Linked DNA regions of Sus scrofa: regions 1, 3 and 4 are each linked to region 2. A link is a contact called in public Hi-C, HiChIP or PLAC-seq and promoter capture Hi-C data. All regions are on one chromosome and are shown on one strand. Each heading gives the region's core, a stretch centred on a gene start, on an enhancer-like site or on the middle of the called end of the contact. The rest is flanking DNA. Distances are from core to core; before and after follow the strand shown. Region 1 holds the start of AGBL5 (cytosolic carboxypeptidase-like protein 5). Region 2 holds the start of ATRAID (all-trans retinoic acid-induced differentiation factor). Region 3 holds the start of FNDC4 (fibronectin type III domain-containing protein 4). Region 4 holds the start of PPM1G (protein phosphatase 1G).

Evidence for each region. Promoter capture Hi-C pulls out the DNA fragments that hold promoters and counts their contacts. Hi-C and Micro-C count contacts between places; a contact is called where the count stands out from the background. HiChIP or PLAC-seq counts read pairs in DNA pulled down with a chosen protein or histone mark.
Region 1: a contact with region 2 is called in a Hi-C map of liver, with 11 times the contacts expected there. The contact joins the promoter of AGBL5 here to the promoter of ATRAID in region 2. A contact is called at or near these places in 1 of 5 promoter capture datasets (fetal liver), 1 of 47 Hi-C or Micro-C datasets (liver) and 1 of 2 datasets of contacts at active chromatin or transcription factors (alveolar macrophages).
Region 3: a promoter capture Hi-C map of liver shows a contact between it and region 2, with 4 times the contacts expected there. The contact joins the promoter of FNDC4 here to the promoter of ATRAID in region 2. A contact is called at or near these places in 1 of 5 promoter capture datasets (liver), 7 of 47 Hi-C or Micro-C datasets (heart right ventricle, liver and skeletal muscle) and 1 of 2 datasets of contacts at active chromatin or transcription factors (alveolar macrophages).
Region 4: an H3K27ac HiChIP or PLAC-seq map of alveolar macrophages shows a contact between it and region 2. The contact joins the promoter of PPM1G here to the promoter of ATRAID in region 2.

What each region holds. Positions count from the first base shown.
Region 1 is chr3:112,065,656-112,068,355 of Sscrofa11.1, forward strand. AGBL5 (cytosolic carboxypeptidase-like protein 5) reads right to left here and starts at 1,292. Exons shown (of 16, transcript XM_021087715.1): 1 at 753-1,292; 2 at 1-100. TRNAA-AGC (a tRNA gene) reads right to left here and starts at 305; the gene lies at 233-305. TRNAY-GUA (a tRNA gene) reads right to left here and starts at 710; the gene lies at 622-710.
Region 2 is chr3:111,918,432-111,921,131 of Sscrofa11.1, forward strand. It overlaps ATRAID (all-trans retinoic acid-induced differentiation factor), which reads right to left and starts at 1,335. Exons shown (of 8, transcript XM_003125294.4): 1 at 1,078-1,335; 2 at 248-369. The coding sequence starts at 1,176. SLC5A6 (sodium-dependent multivitamin transporter) reads left to right here and starts at 872. Exons shown (of 18, transcript XM_021087700.1): 1 at 872-916; 2 at 2,012-2,078.
Region 3 is chr3:111,676,197-111,678,896 of Sscrofa11.1, forward strand. It overlaps FNDC4 (fibronectin type III domain-containing protein 4), which reads left to right and starts at 1,373. Exons shown (of 7, transcript XM_003481268.4): 1 at 1,373-2,700. GCKR (glucokinase regulatory protein) reads right to left here. Exons shown (of 20, transcript XM_021087679.1): 3 at 1-98.
Region 4 is chr3:111,746,594-111,749,293 of Sscrofa11.1, forward strand. PPM1G (protein phosphatase 1G) reads left to right here and starts at 1,419. Exons shown (of 10, transcript XM_005655254.3): 1 at 1,419-1,819. The coding sequence starts at 1,700.

The DNA of each region.
Region 1 (2,700 bases), core at 42-2,541, 150 kb after region 2:
CGGGAGGGTTCCGCCCGCGTCTTCGTAGAAGGCAGTTAACGGACTGCCCGCCGGGAGGAGGAAAAGACAAAGTCACCAAGAAGGGCACCGGAAGACTCATCTGCAAAAATAAAAGGACCGTATGCGAATCCAAGCATTGCCTACTGTACTATTCTGTGAATTATGAAACGCCCACCTAGTCCACCCTCTCCTAAGGTTTAGGGATTCTCCAACGCGTAGAGCAAAAACCGAGTGGAGGATGCGGGCATCGATCCCGCTACCTCTCGCATGCTAAGCGAGCGCTCTACCATTTGAGCTAATCCCCCGGCTGCTGCTGAAGTCCTTCCCTTTGCCTTACAGGTTGTTCTGGGGTGTCCACTGACAAGAGCACCCACTATAATTCAGAATATTCGTTCAGTTCTCGAGTGCAGTGGAGCCAGTGCAGTGGTATCACTGCAAGATTTTTTAAAGCAAGCATATAATAATTACACGCAAGCAATAATAAGGCCTACGTAACTTACAAGAGAGCGTGCTGAGTACTTGCTGCATACATGCACGGAGCAGCGGCAGTGCTCATTCAAACATTCTAGGTAAAGCCTTTTTTCCCGAAACGGGTAGGGGTTTAAAAAACGTCAGACGAAGTCCTTCGAGCCGGAATCGAACCAGCGACCTAAGGATTGCCAGGGGTAATCCACTACAGTCCTCCGCTCTACCAACTGAGCTATCGAAGGCTCCGCTGTTTCCCAAAGCTGCGGATGTCCTCTAATACTTACCAAGATCGCACTCCTTCAGGGTCTCAATGGTTTTCCCGTGCCCTGGTCTCCAGCTCCTCTAGGCTGCACAGAACAGAGGAAGCCGGAGACAGAGGCGCGAGCAATGGAAGCTGCCAAAGGAGCCACTTTCCAGCCCTAGACGAAGGAAACACCGGCAATACACTTCCGTTTCCTTGCTTTTTACGAAGCGATACCCCCACCCCTCACGCGCGGTGGCTTCTACAGAACTGCGGACGCTTAGAGATCTGGCCTACAACCCTGACTTCTGGACCCCATTTCTCGGGTGGGGCGGGTACGCACAGGTGGTCAAAAATCTCCCCGCGCCGGCCGGGTTTGCAAACCCCGACGGCTTACGTTAGCTATTTCCGCCCCTCGTTTCCCTCGGGTTTCTCCGGAGGCGCCAATAATATCCTACTGCCTTCCTGATGTGAAGGACATTCATTCAGTCGATTACCCCACGTTTGTCAGGATCTCTTCCGCCTGAGAGCAGGAAAGATACAAACCACGGAGCTGCAGGAGACGAGCCGGGCGGCGCAGCAGTGTTGCGCTGGACGCCAGGGATTAACCACTGCGGGCGGGGCCCTAAACCCGGCAGGGAGTCGGGCGGCTCAGTTCCACCCGGCCCCCTCCCCTGCCCGCCTCACACCTGCACCTCTCTCTTTCGGGGACTGCATGCCAGCGGCCCACAATCCTTTGACCAACCAAAGGCTCCTGGGGTTTTAAAACAAAGAAACAAACCTAAACCCCAGCTAGAGCGTGGAGTTTTGCTTCGCGATGTGGCGGGGTGCGTGTTCGGGGAGACCTGCTCTCCATTGCCAGCTCTGCGGCAACTGTTTATGCTACCTGGAATCACAGTCGCCCGGGCAGATCCAGGTCGGGCGATGATTTCAAGCCCCTTGTAGCTCCGATATTTTATGGGGTCTCTCCGGCTGAGCTTTAAATCGGAGGTTTCACTGACCACAACACGAGGTTCACCTTGGGCCCATCCGCAAAGCAGGAGATGAATATTTTCGCATTGATGTACCGCTATAACTTTATTCTGCCGCTGCAAATGCTACCATTGTGTCTGAGAGCGTTAACTTGGGGTAGTTTTCTCGGAGCGGTGTTTAGCGCTCTCACCCTTGTTCTTGAGGGGAGGCCGGGGCTGGAAAGCAGAACATATTTAATTAGGTTGCTTTGGGTTGTTTTTGTTTGTTTGAGCGAAATTCACATAACAGTTCTAAAGTATGACCTATTCAAAAGCAGGAACAATTCAGTGGCATTTGGTGCGTTCTCCATGTTGTGCAAATGATCACCCTCTCTAGCTGAAAAACTTTTAAAAAATCACCGTAGAAGAACACCGGGTGTGCAGGTCACCCAGCCCCTGGGAACAGGTCATCCACATTCTGTCTTCAGGAATTTGCCTTTTCTGGAGATTTCATATATAAGAAATCATAAACGATGTGGCCTTTGGTGTCTAATTCCTTTCACTTTAAAAAATTGAAGGGTAGTTGATTTACAATGTTGTGTTAGGTTCGAGTGTACAGCAGAGTGATTCAGAATATATATATATAACAATATGAGTATTGCTCCCTGTGCTATAGTAAGGGAGTTGGTAAGTCCTTGTTACCTATCTATTTTTAGCATAATATCATAATATCATATGATTATCATAATATTTCGAGACATCCAAATGGTGGCATGTATCAGTACTCCGTCCCTTTGTACAGCTAAATAATATTTCATTCCTTTGTTTATCTGTTCTTCTGCTTATGGATCTCTAGGCTATTTAATCCTTTTGTCTTTTATGAATAGCAGTGCTATAAACATTGGTGTACAAGTTTCTGTGTGTTTTCATTTCTCTTGGTGTACTCCTAGGAATGGGATTGCTGAGTTTTATGGTAATTAGATGTTTAACTCTTTGACGACTGCCAAATTGTTTTCCACAGCAGTTGAACAATTTTCCAAA
Region 2 (2,700 bases), core at 85-2,584:
CAAAGCCATAAAGACTTTTAAAAAAGAAAAGGCAAATATTACGACATTTACTCATTTCAACCAGGAAGCGCCACAGGGTAGTTTACTTAGCCAAAAATGCTATAACAGATTTAAAGTCTGAGACTCATAGTTTAGAGGCCTCCAAAATAGGTACCAATAGTTATCCTAAAAGCCAATCAGGCAAGCGTTGAAGAATCCAGTTTGGGAACTCTTTTCCAATATCCAGAGATGTCTTCTCCTTCCTCACCCCAGGATGGTGCCCTTCCCATTCAGGCAGCAGCGGCCTTGCAGCATTAGCTCTGGTGTCTGTTTACAATAAAGGGCCACTTCTGACAAATTTTGCACATCCCCTGGACACTGGATGCATATCTGCAGAAGAGATAAAACTATTAGGACTCCAGAAAGAAAAGCCAAGGGAAAAGAACAAAAACAAAAACAAAAACAAAACAGGGACCAAAAATTAACTGCCAGTCTAGAATTCCTCTAACTCAGGGCATAGACGTGTCCTACCTTTACGTCAGATTTACTAGAAGACAGCGTTTCTGGAGCCAGGTGCCAAAACAGGGCACCAGAGAATTTCTGTACCAGATCTCATCCAGGGAAGGACCTCATCTTTGAGAATTACTATTGGAACATATTTATTATGCCCTCTCCAATGACTTCTCAATCTGCCAGCCGCGATTTGACCGGGTATAAAAGGACTGCAGGTACACAAAGATCTCATCAAGCATAACAGAACGTACAGTCCAGCCACCGCAGGGTATACGGCGTTCGTGCGTCGTGATTTTGCAGAATAACCAGAGGACTTGTTGGTAGAAAGAAAAACTTAAAAGTTACTCAAACATTGAGGAGGGAGGAGGTCAAATTTCAAAGGTCTTTGGACATCGGCAGCGCGGAGGCGCTGGGAGACAGCAGCGTGAGTACTCCGGCGTGGAGCCGTGGAGCCGACTGGGTTACGCTAGGGAGGCCCCAGGGACGAAATCCGGGCTGCGGGCTGGCAGGGGAGAGGCCAAGAGGGGAGAGCCGAGGGCCGGCGAGCAACTCTGTTTCAACCCAGCCTCTAATTTGCTTCAGTACCTCGGGTAACGCCAAAGCCCTTGGCACGCTCAGAACGAGGAGCAGGGCTGCAGCCCGGGGCACCAAGCTCGAGGGACTGCGGAAACCGGGACGGGCCATTTTCTGCTCCCTCCGTCCTTCTCAGCTGATCGCGAGACTTGAGCGTGTGGCCCCGCCCCCACCGCCTCTGGCCCTTCCCGGGGGTGTGGCTAGTTGAGCGGTCCGTCGGCCCGGCCAGTCAGCCGGCTCGGCCAGTCCGCCGGCTGGGGGTTGCCGTAGCGCGCGGAGGCCAGCGCTCTTCTTTGTGGGCCTTCGTCCTCCTTTGGGGGGCCAGACCGCCCCTTCTTTTCCCTGTTACATGAAGGCTCTCCCCACGACCGCTCTCTCAGCCCCGCGTTCCTCCAGCCTGGACGCCGAGGTCGCGTCGCCGCAGCGCCTTGGGGCCGATTCTTCCGCCCTCAGTAAACATGGCGGCGCGGCGGGGGCGGGCAGGGGGCGGGACCCTGCTGTCACCCGGCCAGGCGCGGCGGGACCGGCCCGGACCCTCCTGCGGAGACCCGGCAGGTGGGCGGGACGAGGGCGGGCCGCAAGGGGCTGGGCCGGAGCATAGAGGCTCAGGAGAGTGGCGTAGGGAGGGGAGGGGCGGGAGAGAAGGGGCGGGATGAGTCGGCCCCGAGCGTGGTGGCCCGGGAAGATCGGAGGTGCCCCGGGCGAGGTGGTAGTGGTCCCGCCGCCTCGCCTGTGGAGGGGAGGAGAGAAGCTAGAAAGTAAAGAGGGTAAGGGAGATGGAGGAGCGAAGGGCTAAGGGCAAACCCCCTGGGAGGAGAGGAGCCTGGGGACACCCGAGGCACGCTTTTTCACCTCCGTCCTGAAACCACGCGGTGTCTGGTGCCCTGGCAGGGAGATAGGGGAAGGCGAGATGCTTCCCTAATTCCTCATCTTCTTTGTTTGCCAGAAAAAAAGAGTGATGCAGAACTCGGGAAGAACCACGGGACCTTCTTAGCCTTGGCTGGGCGGCGGAGGTAAGGGTAAGACGAGTGCTGTACCTGGTTGGCCCTGGGGCCTTGACTGAAGGGCACCGAGAGTGAGAGCGAGCCGTGTGCTGGGAGGGACTGAGTGTTGGCTTTGGTTAGGGCCATCAGGAGTTCATCAAAGCTAACCAACGCTTATCTTAAGGAGCCAGGCTTCCCTTCCACCTAGCCCCAGGTGTCAGGAAGCTTCTGAAAGGATTTCCTCTCAGAGGGCTGGCACATTTTCTAAGGCTTTTGTAGTTACTAGGATTTTAATGAGGACCCTAAAGCTTTTCAGACCTTGAAGAATTCTAGGCACGAGGTCAAATTTTGAAGCCCTAGGAAGGTTGGTCCCAAAGTGGCCCCTTTGCCTTTTGTAGGAGTCAAAGCCATCCAGTTTGTGACCAGGGGGGGGGGGGGCATGGTTAAGGTGGTGAAAATTGAGTCTCTTTCTCGTCTGTGTATGTTAGACTTTTTAAAAGGGTCCCACAGGCAGCTTCTTGTGCCCTATGTGCCAGTTTTAGTGGAAAAACCCGTCTCTTCCTTTTGGCTTCCCTTCTCTTTCTTCAGCCATCTAAGAGTGTTCTCTGTATCTCATGCAAATAGAATTCTCAGGAAGCCCTGCCGCTTTACC
Region 3 (2,700 bases), core at 123-2,622, 240 kb before region 2:
AGCAATCGAACAATCTCCTTGGCATCTGCTTTGTCCAGGTCCTGGGTCAGTGGGTTTGACTTCTCCGTGATTGGCAGGGCTGCCTCATACCCGGACAACTAGAGGGAGGGGGTGGACAAGGTTACAGGCAGGGAGCAAAGCCTCATTCAGGCCTGCGGAATTGGAGGTGGGAGTGGCCGTGGGCTCAGTGCTAGGACTTACACACACACACACACACACACACACACACACACAGCATTTAGCCTGCACTTGGTACTCTGGGCCTATTAGGGAAAGAAGATCAGTGTAAATCAACCACACTTTAATAAAAAGAAAAAAGAAAGAAGACCAGGAAGGAAGATGGGAAGGAGAAGGGGGGGAGCAGAAACCTGGGGTGGAGGGAAGTCCCGATGAGACAGGATTCTAGGAATCAGCCCAGAAGGCCAACAGGAAGAAAGGGTCTCACCTCCCACTTGCCAGGCTCCGGGGTCTCAATCACATGTTGAAAGCGTTTTGTGCCTGGCATGGTCCAATGCTGTGGACACACCGTCGAGCCTGCCTCTCCAGCCACAAAACCCCTTCTGTCCCACTGACTCTGCTTCCAGCTGGCAGGCCCTTATCTGAGCCACAGTGATGATTAACCCAAGTACCCTGGCCTCTCTGAGCACCACCCCCTCTGAGCACTTCTGCCTTCACCCTTTCCTGGTCACTAGGCCCCCAGCTCTCTGGCCACCCCAGAGGAGTTCCTGAGGTCCCCCTTTGCAGGCACCCGGAAAGGGGACAGCCTCTGCTTTGCCCCTGAAGAGGAAGACTGGAGGTTCATTACTCCTGCCCAACAGACCATGTCGTCTTCTCTGGAAGGCCTGGAGCCTAGAAAGACAATACCCAGATCCAGGGCAAAAAGAACCCTGGGCATGCATGCTCCAGAACCAGGATGCATCAGGAGGCCAGAGATCAGGGTTCTCAGGGTCAGCAGAGGTCGGAGGACCTGGAGCATGGCTTGATCACATGCTCAGCACACACAATCCTTCCTGCCCTACTTGCCCCATTCCCCTCTCCTCTCAGAAGGAAAGCAACAGAAGCTTCAGAGCCCCAGGGGGGCACACACTGAAGTGCCCCAGAAATAGCTATACTGCAATGAGAATTAGAAAGTATCTGCCCTAAATACAACTTTAGCCAACATTTATTTACTGAACAATGCTTCTCACATACAGTATCTCATTAGATACAATAACACTAAGAAGATGATATTTAAAAGAATGAAATTAACACCATTGGCAGCAACATGGGTGGACCTAGAGAGTCTCATACTAAGTGAAGCCACTCAAAGACAAAGACAAATACCAGACAATACCATTTATAGGTGGAATCTTAAAAAAAAATGATCCAAACGAACTTATTTACAAAACAGAAATAGACATAGAAAACAAACTTATGATTACCAAAGGGAAAAGGGGGGAAGAAGGGATAAACTAGAATTTTGAGATTAACAGATACACCCCACTATATGTCAAAGAGACAAACAACAAGGACCTACTGTACAGCACAGGGAACTATTTTCACTATTTGTCATAACCTATAACGGATAATAGATAAAAAAAATACATACATATAGATACAGATATAGCGGAATCATTTTGCCGCACACCTGAAACTAATACGGTATCGTAAATCAACTATACTTCAATTTTCAGATGATGAAACTGAAGCTCCGTGAAGTTAGGTCAGTTGGTGAAGATCACACAGCTGACAGAATTGGGACCTATACCCAAGTTCTCCCTCCAGATCTCATGCTCAGCCAAAGCATGAAATAACTGAAGGATTTCCATGTTTATTGAATGAAGTAATTGACAAACTGGTGAAAATGAATAACAATCTCTCATCCACACAGGGTTGTAAGATTGATAAAGCCCATTCCCCAACATTGTCTCATCTGATCCTCACAACAGCCCTGTAAGGATCTGCACGCTCTGATTTACAGTGGGAAAACCTAAGACTTACATTAACCTATTTGTCCAAGGCCACACTAAAGTAAGTCGCAGAGCTAGAACAAGAAACAGGTCGTTGCTCTTTAAATTTCCCCTATAAACCCAGCACACTTAATGACAGCTGAATCGGCAACTTTGAACATGTCAGACGCTCAATAAATATTTGCCTAATAAATGAAGGAACGAATGAGAGAATGAAGGGAATCAATATCAGGTTATGAATGGGGAAGACACTTAAAAGCTGACGCAGTCTACAAGTAGGAGATTGTCAAAATAATTATTATCTCCATCACTCTGTCCCCTCCCGCACCGGGGGTGGAATTCCTCTTCCCAACTTGGCTAATTCCATCTGGGGAGGGAGGGGCCTCCCAGGTGCCCGAGACCCTCGCACCTGCGCCTCTCCCGACGCCCCCTCCCCCTCTGCCGCCGGGGCTCCTCGGATGGTGCCGGGATCAGAAGGGATGGGGGCCAATGAGAGGGTCGTGGGAGGAGCCCCGAAAGAACCGGGTTGGGGGGGCGGTGATGACGGCGGTGAGAACCCCAGCGGGGCGGGGCGGGTCTGCAAGTCCCGGCCGGGCTGCGGCGGAGCGACCCGGGCCAGCTCTGCAGAAGGCGGCGGCTGGCTTCCCGGGACGGTCACATCTCGCTGCAGGAGCCCGGCGGAGGCAGCCGCACTGCCTCCCGCCCGGGGCACCCAGGCCAGCCGCCAGGCCGCGCCGGCACCGCCCCCTGC
Region 4 (2,700 bases), core at 169-2,668, 170 kb before region 2:
CTCACGGCAATGCCAGATCCTTAACCCATTGAGCAAGGCCAGGGATTGAACCTGAGTCCTCATGGGTGCTAGTCGGATTCGTTAAACATTGAGCCGCGACGGGACCTCGAGGTGTTATTTATTTTTATTGTATTTCTATTACTTTGGGAGACTGACCTAAGAAAACATCGGTATGGTTGATGTCAGAGAATGTTTTGCCTCCATTCTCTTCTAGGAATTTTATGGTGTCATGTCTTATGTTTACATCTGTAAGCCATCTTGAGTTTATTTTTGTGCATGGTGTTTTCTAGTTTCATTGATTTACATTCGGCTATCCAGTTTTCCCAGCACCACTTGCTGAAGAGACTTGTCTTTCCCCCGTTTTATTTTTATTTATTTTGGTAGAACAAGAAGTTTATTACTCCCACTCAGTGGTTCCTGAGGGCTTTGATGTTTCCCCCACTTTATATTCTTTTAATTTTTTTGTCTTTTTAGGGCCCCACACGTGGCATATGGAAGTTTCCAGGCTAGGGGTCCAAACTGAGCTTCAGCTGCCGGCCTACACCACAGCCACGCAGGATCCAAGGTGTGTTTTCGATCTACACCTCATGGCAACACCAGATCCTTTTATTATATAAATTTTTTGGGGGGGGCACCCCATATGTATATGGAAGTTCCCGGGCTAGGGGTTGAATTGGAGCTGCAGCTGCCAGCCTACACCACAGCCACAGCAATCCTGGATCCAAGCTGCATCTTCCACCTACACCACAGCTCAAGGCAATGCCAGAATACCAGATCGTTAATCTGGTTAGTGAGGCCAGGGATCGAACCAGCATCCTCATGGATCCTAGTCGCGTTCGTTAACCACCAAGGGAACTCCTTCCATTTTTATATTCTTACCCCCTTTGTGGGTCTTAACTGATGTGTCTGGGTTTATTTCTGCGCTCTGTTTTGCTCCACTGATCCTTTCATCTCTTTTTGTACCAGTATCACACTCCCTTGATTACCGTAGGTTTCTATCTCTTACTCTCCTCTGATTTCATCCCGACCAGCACAGACGTCATAGATCAAGGTCTTCATTTTCTTTGTCAAAAAGACTCACATCCCACTGGCACAGACCTCACAAGGCCTGGCCAGGATACTTCATGCTCTCAGAACAAATACTAGCCAACTTTAAGTCAACCTTTTCGGGCGCGGTTCGCAGAGTCTGCGGGCGCGGAGGGGAGACAGGGAGCTGACACGCTGGAGGATGGACCGGAAGCCCCAGGTCCCAAACAAAAGAGCTCAGGCAAAACGCGAGGCCAGGAGAAGAGGCGGGGGACAGGGTGGCAGAGCTGGAGGCAACGCGCAGCCCACGGGGACGGCCCAAGCAGGCCGCGGCCGTTGGTGGGCGTGGCCGCGCCAGTCTCGCGGGAGCGGCGGTTGGGCGGGCCGTTGTCCCCGCGGGCGGGGCGAGTTGCTAAGGAAATGACTACCCGCGGCGCGGCGCCGTGCCGCGCCGCGCCGGCCGGGCGGGGTCTGAAGCGGTGCCGTTTCCGTTTCCGCTCCCTCTCTGCTCCCGTCCCGTTACCGCCTCCTGGCCCGCCTCGCGCCTTTCACCGGCACCTTGCGTCGGCCGCGCAGTCTAGCCCGCTCCTGCCACGCGCGCCCCCGGGGCTCCGGCTCCGGCACGGGTCGCGCCCCACTCGCCTTCCCCTGAGGTCGCCGGTCAGCCGCCGCCATGGGTGCCTACCTCTCCCAGCCCAACACGGTGAAGTGCTCTGGGGACGGGGTCGGCGCCTCGCGCCTGCCGCTGCCCTACGGCTTCTCCGCCATGCAAGGCTGGCGCGTCTCCATGGAGGTGAGGCGGGAGGGGCCCATAGGCTGGCGACTGCAGGGCGGGAACCCGACGGAGAAAGGGAGCGGGGGGATGGGGTCATCCTCGGGGAAGGGTCCGAATCGAGATCCTGCGACCGGAGCAGCAATCTGGGGGGCGACAGCGAGAGCGGGGCCGAGGCAGCGAGAGAGCTGCCGGTGCTAGGGAACCGTGTGCCGGTGGCCACCTTGGCGGTGAGGGCTCGGCCATGTGGGGAGAGGCACCTTCCGCCCACTGACCGACGTCCCCGTGCCTTCGCGCCATCCTCTCGTGCTAACCCAGCCTTCCAGGCTCGCAAACGGTGTGAGGTTTAGTGTGGGAGTGAAGATGAAAAGGGACTATCCATTGATTTTGCTAGGGAGAGGGGGATAGATGTGAATGAGTGTACTTAAAAAAAAAAAAAAGAAGTGATGTGAGAGGGTTCTTTGGACGAGGAGTTTGACAGTGAAAGGAAGCCGGGTAAATGGTCTGTTTCAAATTCTTAATACCTAGTTGCCTGGCCCTGGGCACCACAAATTAATTTCGGAGGTTTGACTTGACTTGCAAGAATTGTCTCTTGTTTGTTTCAGGGCCTTTCATGGCCTTTGGAAAACTTGAATTGTGTCCATCACGATAATTTCTTTTTTTATAATGCTTGATTTTCTTTTTTTCCTCACTCGGGGTTTCTCTAAAACTTGGTACTTGTCTTTTGCCTGTGCTTGTTGTAGTTTATAGTTTCCTTGATTTTCAACAATTTCATCAACTTTTTGTCTTAACGTACAGAGAACTCTTTTTCTTTCATAGAAAATTTTGCTATGGAAAAATTCTGGAGAAAAAGGCATAGTATTGGGCAACTGTATGGGAAACTGCAAAGGAGAATGGAGAAA